3 separate regions of the Neogale vison genome follow, and regions 1 and 2 are each linked to region 3. The links are chromatin contacts, called in public Hi-C maps. All regions are on one chromosome and are shown on one strand. Each heading gives the region's core, a stretch centred on a gene start, on an enhancer-like site or on the middle of the called end of the contact. The rest is flanking DNA. Distances are from core to core; before and after follow the strand shown. Region 1 holds the start of TRAM2 (translocating chain-associated membrane protein 2). Region 2 holds the start of TMEM14A (transmembrane protein 14A). Region 3 holds the start of MCM3 (DNA replication licensing factor MCM3).

What was found. Hi-C and Micro-C count contacts between places; a contact is called where the count stands out from the background.
Region 1: a contact with region 3 is called in a Hi-C map of fibroblasts, with 5 times the contacts expected there. The contact joins the promoter of TRAM2 here to the promoter of MCM3 in region 3. A contact is called at or near these places in 2 of 3 Hi-C or Micro-C datasets (fibroblasts and muscle).
Region 2: a Hi-C map of fibroblasts shows a contact between it and region 3, with 4 times the contacts expected there. The contact joins the promoter of TMEM14A here to the promoter of MCM3 in region 3. A contact is called at or near these places in 2 of 3 Hi-C or Micro-C datasets (fibroblasts and muscle).

What each region holds. Positions count from the first base shown.
Region 1 is chr1:98,688,640-98,691,996 of ASM_NN_V1, reverse strand. It overlaps TRAM2 (translocating chain-associated membrane protein 2), which reads left to right and starts at 1,881. Exons shown (of 11, transcript XM_044252850.1): 1 at 1,881-2,061. The coding sequence starts at 1,942.
Region 2 is chr1:98,781,001-98,784,007 of ASM_NN_V1, reverse strand. It overlaps TMEM14A (transmembrane protein 14A), which reads right to left and starts at 1,615. Exons shown (of 5, transcript XM_044252873.1): 1 at 1,540-1,615.
Region 3 is chr1:98,409,935-98,412,860 of ASM_NN_V1, reverse strand. MCM3 (DNA replication licensing factor MCM3) reads left to right here and starts at 1,606. Exons shown (of 17, transcript XM_044252749.1): 1 at 1,606-1,783. The coding sequence starts at 1,706. LOC122909107 (a long non-coding RNA gene) reads right to left here and starts at 1,462. Exons shown (of 3, transcript XR_006385082.1): 1 at 832-1,462.

The sequences.
Region 1 (3,357 bases), core at 632-3,131, 280 kb before region 3:
GACTTAGAGATGGCTGGGATGGCCGAAGTAGGCACCTAGTGCTTCCTCCCTGGGATTGCGAATACCAATCCATGCATCTAAGAACCCTTTGTCTAGTTGTTCAATTGCATTTGAAAGGATTCAGGGCTGGCAGTCATCAGTATGAGCAATGTCTAAGCTATCTACTTTACATTTCTCATTTATATACCTGGGATTTTATAATTCCAGGAGGTTATAATTCCTAACTATCTCCTGGGACTTTCAGCCTGAACACAGTGTAAAGAAGTTGACAGTATCCCACTTTTTATAAGAAATTCCCACCACAATATCCTCTACAAATGATCATGGGGAAACATGAGCAAAGTATTAGGTTGAACCATCTGAAATGCTGGTATTCTAGTTTTGAGCTATGGAGAAACTGATTGCATAGGGTTCAACCTAATAGATGTGGCTGCAGTTTGAAATTATGAACACCTTTTCATAGATGAAAAATTAAGATGCTCTACAGTTCTTGATCTTTCTATTCCTCATGAGACTTGGGTCCAGCTGAAGAAAGGTCAGCCTTGAAGTTAAATGTTTAGTCGAACATAGGCATTACTTTTTCATTTCCTGAAGTCATACAAATTAAAGACCAAAGGTTGTATGCTAAGTACTGACAAGTGAAGAAACTTCAGATGTCAAATTTATCTAGGAAGTCAAGGCCTGTCTCAAGCACATTTTGTACACGTGCCATGTTTAAGAAATCGTATTTACTTACAAGTGAAGTAACTGTGGACCTAATGAAAAAGAGAATAGGAATTAAAGAGTTCTTTGTTCATTTTGCATTTTTGCACATCTAGAAAGTGATTAGTTGGCTCCTTCATTACTGGTAGGAATGAATCCATTATTTGCCTATATAAATTAATTTATTAAAAATACATTTTGTCCTTTCCAGGAGTACTTTTAAAACTTAATATTAAATAGAAACTTTACATGAGACAGTGCCTTCTTTTTTTCTTCTTCCGTGTTTATTCTTCAGAGCAATTAATATTTGAGGCAGACTTTGGGTAAGACGTGTAGAACTAATTTATAGTAGCACAAATGTCTCAGAAGTTAGCAGAACTGCACCCATTCATCCACTCCCCTCATTGGAAAACAGGCCACCCCGGGGCAGGTTTTTTTGTTTGTTTGTTTGTTGCATTATTCCCAGCAATCCGAACTGTGCCTAGATCACTGCCAGCTCTCAATAAACACTTGGTTGACTTGATTCATTGAGCATCCGTGCCGGGCGCTGCGGCCAGCGGGAAGGCCCGCCGGCAGCCCTCCTCCCTCCACCGAACCTGCGCGGCTCTCGGCGCCGCAAGGAGCATCCGGCTACACGACCCACCCCGCTCCGCCCGGCCGCGGCCTCCCCGGCCCTTCCCTTCCCGCGGAGGAAGAAGCGAGCGCCGAGAAGTGGGAAACCCAGGCCCACTTCCTGTCCCGGCAAGGCTGGGCGTCAGCGCCCCCCGCGGCCTGCTCCCTGGGCGCGGCAGGCGGTCGGGCCACAGCAGCGAGAATGCGGCGGGGCGCGGCGGCGGCTGCGGCGGCGGGCCGGGAGACAGTCGCCGGGCTAGAGGACCCGGGTTAAGGGACCCGGGCCGCGCTCGCCGCCCCGCGCGCCGGCCCCGCCCCCTGCGCGTCCCGGCAGCCAGAGGGTTAAGCGCGCGGGGGGCGGGGCCGCAGCGAGGCCAGCGCGCGGAGTGCGGGCCGCGGGTGGGGAGGGGGCTGCGGCCGGGGGCGGTTCCGGGCGGCGGGGGCGGGGGCGGGCGGAGGAAGGGGGCGGGCCCCAGAAGTTGTTGGGCGCTAGGCCGGCGGGCGGGAGGGCGAGCGGGGCAGCGGGGCAGCGGGCCGGCGGGCGGACCGGGCCGGGGCTGGAGAAGTTTGCGCGGCGGCTCGAGAGCGCAGGGTGCGGGCCCCGCCGGCCGCTGCGCGCCCGCTGCCATGGCTTTCCGCAGGAGGACGAAAAGTTACCCGCTCTTCAGCCAGGAGTTCGTCATCCACAACCATGCGGACATCGGCTTCTGCTTGGTGCTCTGCGTCCTCATCGGGCTTATGTTCGAGGTGAGCGAAACTGGGGAGGGGGTGCCCCCTCTTGTGCGTCGCCCGGCGTAGCCCTGCAGGTCCCGCGGGTCCCCGTCAGAGCCGGGGCGCCTGGCTGCCATGTACGCTCTCCGCACCCCGGCTTTGTGCACTCTGCGCCCCCTTGGCCTCCTGGTCAGCCCGGACGCCACCCCTCAGCTCTGCGCCCTGCCAGCCGTGCCCTGCTCTGCCGCCCCCTTGAGCACCCACCCTATCCTGCAGCGCTCTCTGCAGCCCTGGATCCTAAGCCTGGCCTTGAATAAACCGCAGCGCTGCCACCCTGGCCCGACGAGTGGGGTTTCCTTTCTGGTGTCCTGGAGTCAAGCCCGGAGACTCCCAGACCCGCGGTCATTGCACAATTCCCCCTCTCAGGCGGTGGCCGCCAGCTAGCTCCCTCTGGCTTTTCCAGTGGGAGGGACCTTGACTCTTTTCCACGTCTCACCTGGTTTTCCAGCTCTAATGCATCCTCACGTCTGGGATATGCTCAGGGTGTTCACGTGTGGTCCTGGCCCCATCCCAGCAGTGCCCTTCTGCCATCCTCCTGCCCCTTCTCCCTTTTTTCGCCCTTGCCTAAGAGGCCAGGTTTCATATACCCTTTATTACTCTGTGGACTGTTCATTTAGATCCATCTATAGTGGACCCAGAACTTCTCCCCTGTTACAGGGGCATGGAGAGGGACAGGGATAGTCTCTGTTTTTAGGGGAAAGGTGATTCTCTCAGAGCTATGGGGGACAGGGGCTGGAGAGGATGGGTCCTCACCGGGACAGCAGTGCCCTGGTGTGGGCCTCACCAAGCAGAGTTTTAATAAGGCCCCTGGGGGTCAGAATCCAAGGGAATGATTCTCTGCTCCGGAGAGGGAGAAAAATGTGATATCCAAAGTGGAAAGAACTGGAGGAAAGTGAGTATTGGGCTTGCTCTGGTATATCTTGTCTCAAGAGTGAGATTATGTGAGTGACACTCCCCTCACTCTCACGGATGATGTCCCCTCTGAGGCGTGCCTGGTCCTCCCTGCTGGCTTGTGTTGCTTATCTGTGTTCTTGGGCATGGGTTAGGAAGCTGTAACCATTTATAAACAGCCTTGGAATTGGAGGCTTCCCAGTGTGGCTAATTTCTCCTTCAGGAGCCCTCTCTCTCTCAGTTCCCTGTCTCCCTTCTAAGGAGGACAGGGGTTCTACTTAGCCCTGAAGCTGTTCTCAGGCTGGGGACACTTTCATGGTGGCTAGTCAGGGTTGGATGTGTGAATGCACCCTTGGCTGGGCTTCGGGGTCTGTAGGAAAC
Region 2 (3,007 bases), core at 366-2,865, 370 kb before region 3:
TGAAGCAGGAAGCTGAGCTAAGCCAGAGCCGGTGGTGGCCTGGCCTGGAGCAACGGCAAGGAGGGTGGCTCAGCTCTGAGAGACGTTCAGGAAACAGAATCAATAAGCCTGGACGTGGGGAGTCCAGGGGAGGGATGAGTCAGAGATGACTCGCGTCTAGTCTCTGGATTGGTGCACCAGGAAGGAGAGGTGGGAGGCGGTGGGGGGGGGGCTTGATGCTCCTCCAGGAGATAGGGGGCCCTGGACCAGCAGGCATGTGGTAGCAGGCGGAGGGAAGAATCCAGGAATGGTGGGACCTATCTGAGACATAGTCTAAGATGCCTGACACACAGTGAGGAAAACACCTCTACACACAGATCGGAAGCTTATGAGATCACTCATCATCAGGTAGTAATTTGGGAACCTAATTTTCTCCTTAAACCGGCCACCTCATGTAAAAGGCCGATTCTTCTCTGTCCTCTGAGCCCCCAGTCTTCTTCTGACCCTCTCCTAGGGCCCCACCCCTTCTACCTGGCATTGAGTTACTTACTTTGAGCTCCCCTCCTCTGGGGCTAAGCTCAAGTTCTGTTCACCTTTGTCCTCCCCACATCACCAAGCTCACCGCCACGCACAAGGCAGGGTGTGCAGAAATACTTGCTGACTGAACCAAAGGAACAACTTTTGCCTGAAGGAAGACATTCTGTAACTGGTCAACCCTCAGTATAGCTCTACTGCCAGGCAATGGTCTGTTCCCTTAATCTCCTTACTGAGCTGAGTATTCTAAGGAGGCAAAATACATACACCTATTCCCAATCCTTGCAAGAAGTTTCTGAATACAGAGAGAAATTGCAGACAAAAAGCAAACATCCCTCTTGCTCCATGTCCATGGCAGGACCATTTGACCAGAACCACACAGGGAAGTGATGGAAGTAGGAGCTGATGGGTGCCTTGCTTCACAGGCTCTCACTGAAAACACTACCTCAGTACTTGGAGAGGCCAGAAAGCGTCTTGGGTGCAATGCAGCAAAAGTGATTTACTGCACCGCGTATGAAACCAGGTGATAGGGCCCTGCCTTGTCCCTAGCCCTCCAAAATTTGGGGGACCCACTAAGAGATTTTCCGTAAGCTACTGTATAAAAAACTACCTACCTTTGCACTCCTTGGGGGCTCGAAAGACCATTTTCGAATGAAGTCTGGGTGGTACTAGCAAGGTTAAACTGCCAAGCGTTTTTGCCATGGTCAGAGAACCCCATCCCTTCCCCGCCTCTCCCCAGTTCCAGGAAGGTCGGAAGGAGGACAGGTGGGAGATTCAGGGCCGCGGAAGGAAGACATTCCGGGAATTCCCAGGAGACGGAGAGAAGCGCTGCTTGGAAGAAGCAGCCGCCATCCCCTGCAAAATCCTCCCCAGGTCATTAGCATCTTTGCTCAGATCTGTGCCTTTACAAGAAAATTCAGAGGAGGAAGTTCTCGACTGCGAGGTATACAGCTAACCTGCAGCCTCGAGCCCTCCCCGCGGCTCAAAAGAGAAAAATCGGGAGCCAGCCTCGGGCCAGCCTCGTACCTGGTGTCCGGAAGCGGTCCCCGCCGCCAGCACCTCCTGATTCTGCGCGCTACCTCCCCGCACTGGCAGAGCCTGCTGGTTCGGGGCGGTGCCGGTCCCGCGGCGCGCATGCGCCACGGCTTGCCCTCTCCTCCGCCGGGCGTGCCCGGCACAGGCTGCGGACCCGAGGCCAGTCGGTTCCTCCGCCGCTCGCTCTTTCTGCCCGGCTTTCCGCTCTGGCTCTACAGCCGTGCAGGGGTCTGCTGCCTCCTGCCGGACCCGGTAGGACGGGGAAGCCCCCGCAGAGAATAGGTCTGGGTGTAGCTGGCATCCCAGAAGGCGGAGTTTTAACCTTGAGGTTCGTCCACCACTCAGAGGACAGCAATCAGGCCTTTTAGATTCTTGCCAGCGACTGTCCCCATTTTCAGTGCGGGAGCTAAGGTTCAGACAGATGGGGTGACTGAGTTGTCCACGGTCTCAGGTCCTAAGTGGGGTACAAAGGTTAGAGCCCAAGTTTGGTTTCTAAGCCGGAGCTCCCTTCGTTATATCACACACATTATATCACTCCCTTCAAATATCTCCGCTCCAGAGGTGGAGGGGAGCTCAGGATCCCGGTTTTATACTCCACGCCCAGGATTTGCTGGGCCTAATTAAGGGAAGGGAAAGGTAGAGACTGACAGACGTGCAATGCACTTTAAGTCATGGCTAGTCTCAGGATGGATGATCCCGGAAATGAATTCAGTGGATTTGGAATTGTTCCTCCTGGCAACAAATGCTCATTTCACGCCAGTTTTGCCTTCCAAACCACATACTATAACTCTAACCAGACTCCTTACCCTAGCCTCCCCCAACCCTCTCTCCAGACTTCCAGGACTTGCCCTATCCAGAATAAAAGTAAAACCCCTCTTGGAATGCTTCCCTTATCTTTACCTGATAGGACCTCCACTAAATAACTTGCCCCTGACTTCAGACGTCAGTGCCTGGATTTATAAGATGCTGCTCAGAGATCCCTTTGACCCTGTCACTGAGGTATGGGAAGCTGGAAACAGTCCCATGATATTCCTACTCAAGGCATTTTCACCTAAACTTAAAAGAATAAATTTCTATGATGGGAAATTCCATATTCTTGGACATGTGGGTTCACAAACGTTCTTAGGCAAAGAGGTCACTGTCCTCTCAATTCATATGCCAGCTAATAATAAGGTTAGAGCGCAAGGCGAGGGTACCACCAAGCATACTTCTCTCTACCTATTTGTCAAGCTGTCTATTCATGATCCCAGCAGAGACAGATGGCCCTATGATGAGCCATCAGCTGCCTTTGGCAATCTGGAAAAACACAAGAACAATAAAAAACAGGATTTCCAAGGAAACCAATTTTATTGAAATACAGTTATGAAATTATTAAAAATTTATATCTGCGATCTAATAAATGTGCTTCTTTATCATATTACAGGATCTGAGAGTGGGGATAATAATACTGTAATTCCCA
Region 3 (2,926 bases), core at 357-2,856:
CTGAGAATATGTCAGTACTGCCTTCAATATATTCACAAAATGATAGTTACGGTCAAGGGATAAAGGTACTCTTACATTAATAAGTAATTATCTCTTACTGTATAATTACAAACAGGATCCTCATCTAGAATTTTCCGTTTTTATAAAAAAATTCCTGTTAATATAAACCAAAGCAAGCAGTTGGATGACCACCTTTTTTTCCTTGAGTAAGGATCAATGTATCTACCCACAAGGATGACGCCAAGTATGTAGAAACTATAAACTGTATAATAACTAAAAATACTTACTTACAAATAGATGGCATATATATTTTGTTTAGGCAGGTTATACTTAGAATACTTATTAGGGCACAGTGAGTCCTGGGGATCTTCGAACATAAACTAATTACAAATTAATTGGCTGAACTTACAGATATAGAATTCGCAGGTGTCTAGTCCTATTCAGTAAAATTAAAAACACATGCTGGGGCAATAGGACTGTTCTTGATTGCACTGGGTGGTTACACGGGTATACACATAATAAAAATTCATTGAGATGTACACTTAGGATTTGTGCATTTTAATGTATATAAATTATACCTCAAGAACAAAACTAAAAAAAAAAAAACCCAGAAAAGACTAAAAACAAGCGAAAAAACCCACCTTTTTGCAAAGGTTGCAAACAAGCAATTGGTCTTTTAGTTATCTGTGATTTGAGATTTGCTACATCTTAATTATGACTAATAGAGTGGCCCGAAACACTTTTTTGTTTCTTCTTCTGTTTAATTATCTTTCAATAAACTAAGTTAATTTAAAAGATCTTGTGATCTCCCTTTAAAACGGAAAGACTTACCCATTTGCAAGTAAGATGGTGTAGTGATTATGTGCTGAATTTTGTAGAATAAAACACGAGGCCATCTCAAGGGGGCAGGACACAATACTGAAAATGTTTCTTTGACTTCGCCCTCCTCCGCCGCCTATTTTTACGTGTTACTTCAGGCAATGGTATTCAGAGAGCAAATGGGTCGCTCGACTAAAGAAACTTTTCCAAAGATGCTATTATTCTATTTCCATCCCAGATTCTCAAAATTCACTTTTTTCTCGGAATGCCACTTGAGGGCAGTTTGCTTGAGAAACATACCCAGCACGCCTGATTTTAGTACACTTAAAAAACAGGTTGCTATTATGTTTTTATGTCCCTGCGTAAAAACTCCCATTCGCTGACGTTTAGGCTACTTTTATTACAACCGCCAGGCAGTCTCTTTAGCGTAGGTCAAGGAACGCCAGCTTGAAAAAACAAAAACAAAAACAAAAACAACGTACAAAACATCCGGGGAAAGGGGGAAGACTACGACTCCCAGAATGCAGGGCGTCCTCCTCCTCTTGCCCGCCTGTCCAATGATCAGACCCCGCGAGCCTCCTCTCGGCCCCATTGGTCAGCTTTCCTGTCAGTGAGGGGAGAAACTGAGGGCTCCGGGCGTCATATTTCCCGCCACCTCGAGGTGCGTCTCGGGAAAGCCGAAGTGGAACAAGTTCTCGATTGGATATTCGGTCTTCTCGCGTAAGAGGAATCAGCCAATCAGAATGTGAATATCGTCCCGGAAAACCCCTCCTCTTCCTGACTTAGCTTTTGGTGGCGGGAAACGTTCGGAAGTTTTCGCGCCGGGGCGGTGTCATCGGAAGACCGCCGGCGCGGTTCTGGAGGAAGCGGTTCCCTGGCGGCGAGCATGGCCGGGACAGTGGTACTGGACGACGTAGAGCTGCGAGAGGCGCAGAGAGATTACCTGGATTTCTTGGATGACGAGGTGAGGGAGGCGCGGGGGCGCGAGACTCTGGCGCTTGAAGGTCCTGGGGACGCTGACGGGCCGAGGGAGGCCACGGCGGATGCTGCTCCACGCCGGGCCGGGGTGGGGCGGGGCACTCCCGGTACGTCCGTCGGGCCTCCCGACTCTTGCGGCGGGGCTGGCGCCCTCAGGAGTCTTCCATCCAGGGTCGCGTAGCGTTTCTGGCGTGGAGTCCGCAGCTCGTGTCCTGTAGGTGCAGCCTTGAGAGCAATCCTGAAACTCTCCTGCGTGCTGATGGGGCGGGGTCTCGCGAAAGGCAGCGGGTTTCTTTCAAGTGCGCACAAAATGGCAAAGCTCGCTTTGACCTTTCGGAAATCACTCCGGGCTCTCTCAGTTTGAAGGGAGTGTGGGGGGGAGGAATGCTGTCCAACTGATGCGGGACAGAAGGCTGGCTGGGGACAAAGCAAAAGCTGACACCCAGCAACCTTCTCCGACCCCCCTCCTGAGTGGGACCTGTGTGACTTTCTTTAGGAATCTCCCACCTATCTTAATGTTAATACCTTGCTAGAGGGGAAAATGACCTTGACAGTGGCAAGGCTTCGGCATCTTGTAGGTCCTCTAGCATATGAAAGTTCTATTGAAAACCTCCCTTTGCTTACTTCCCCCACCCCCTTGGTATTGAACCTGCCACCCTTCACAATCCCGGGGCAGCAGCTCTTTCCGCCCACGGGTCCTGTCCCCGTGCTTTAATAAACCACCATTTTGCACCAAAAATGCCTCAAGAATTCTTTCTTGGTCATCGGCTTTGGACCTCACCCCACTGAACCTCACCTAGGTTCTAGAACTTCATCAGAACGATAGGGATCCGCTAACTTAAAGACCTGCAGGTAGGGCGGAAAAGACTACCTTACTTGGCTGCATTGGATTTCACTGCCAAAGGAGATGCAGAAAAGTGTTTGCTATGCTGGCAAAGGGGGCTTTGTATGCTGTCCAGGATTGGAAGCCATAGACTATTGTAAAGCTCTTAAAAGGGTGGATAATGCTGGGTCTGTAAACAAATAGGGAGGCTTCCTGTTCCTTTAGGTCTGGCTAGAGAACTCTCTTCCCTATTATACAGCTAATCGGGGGAATAGAATATTTTAATTCCCTCTGTAATTCTTCAGT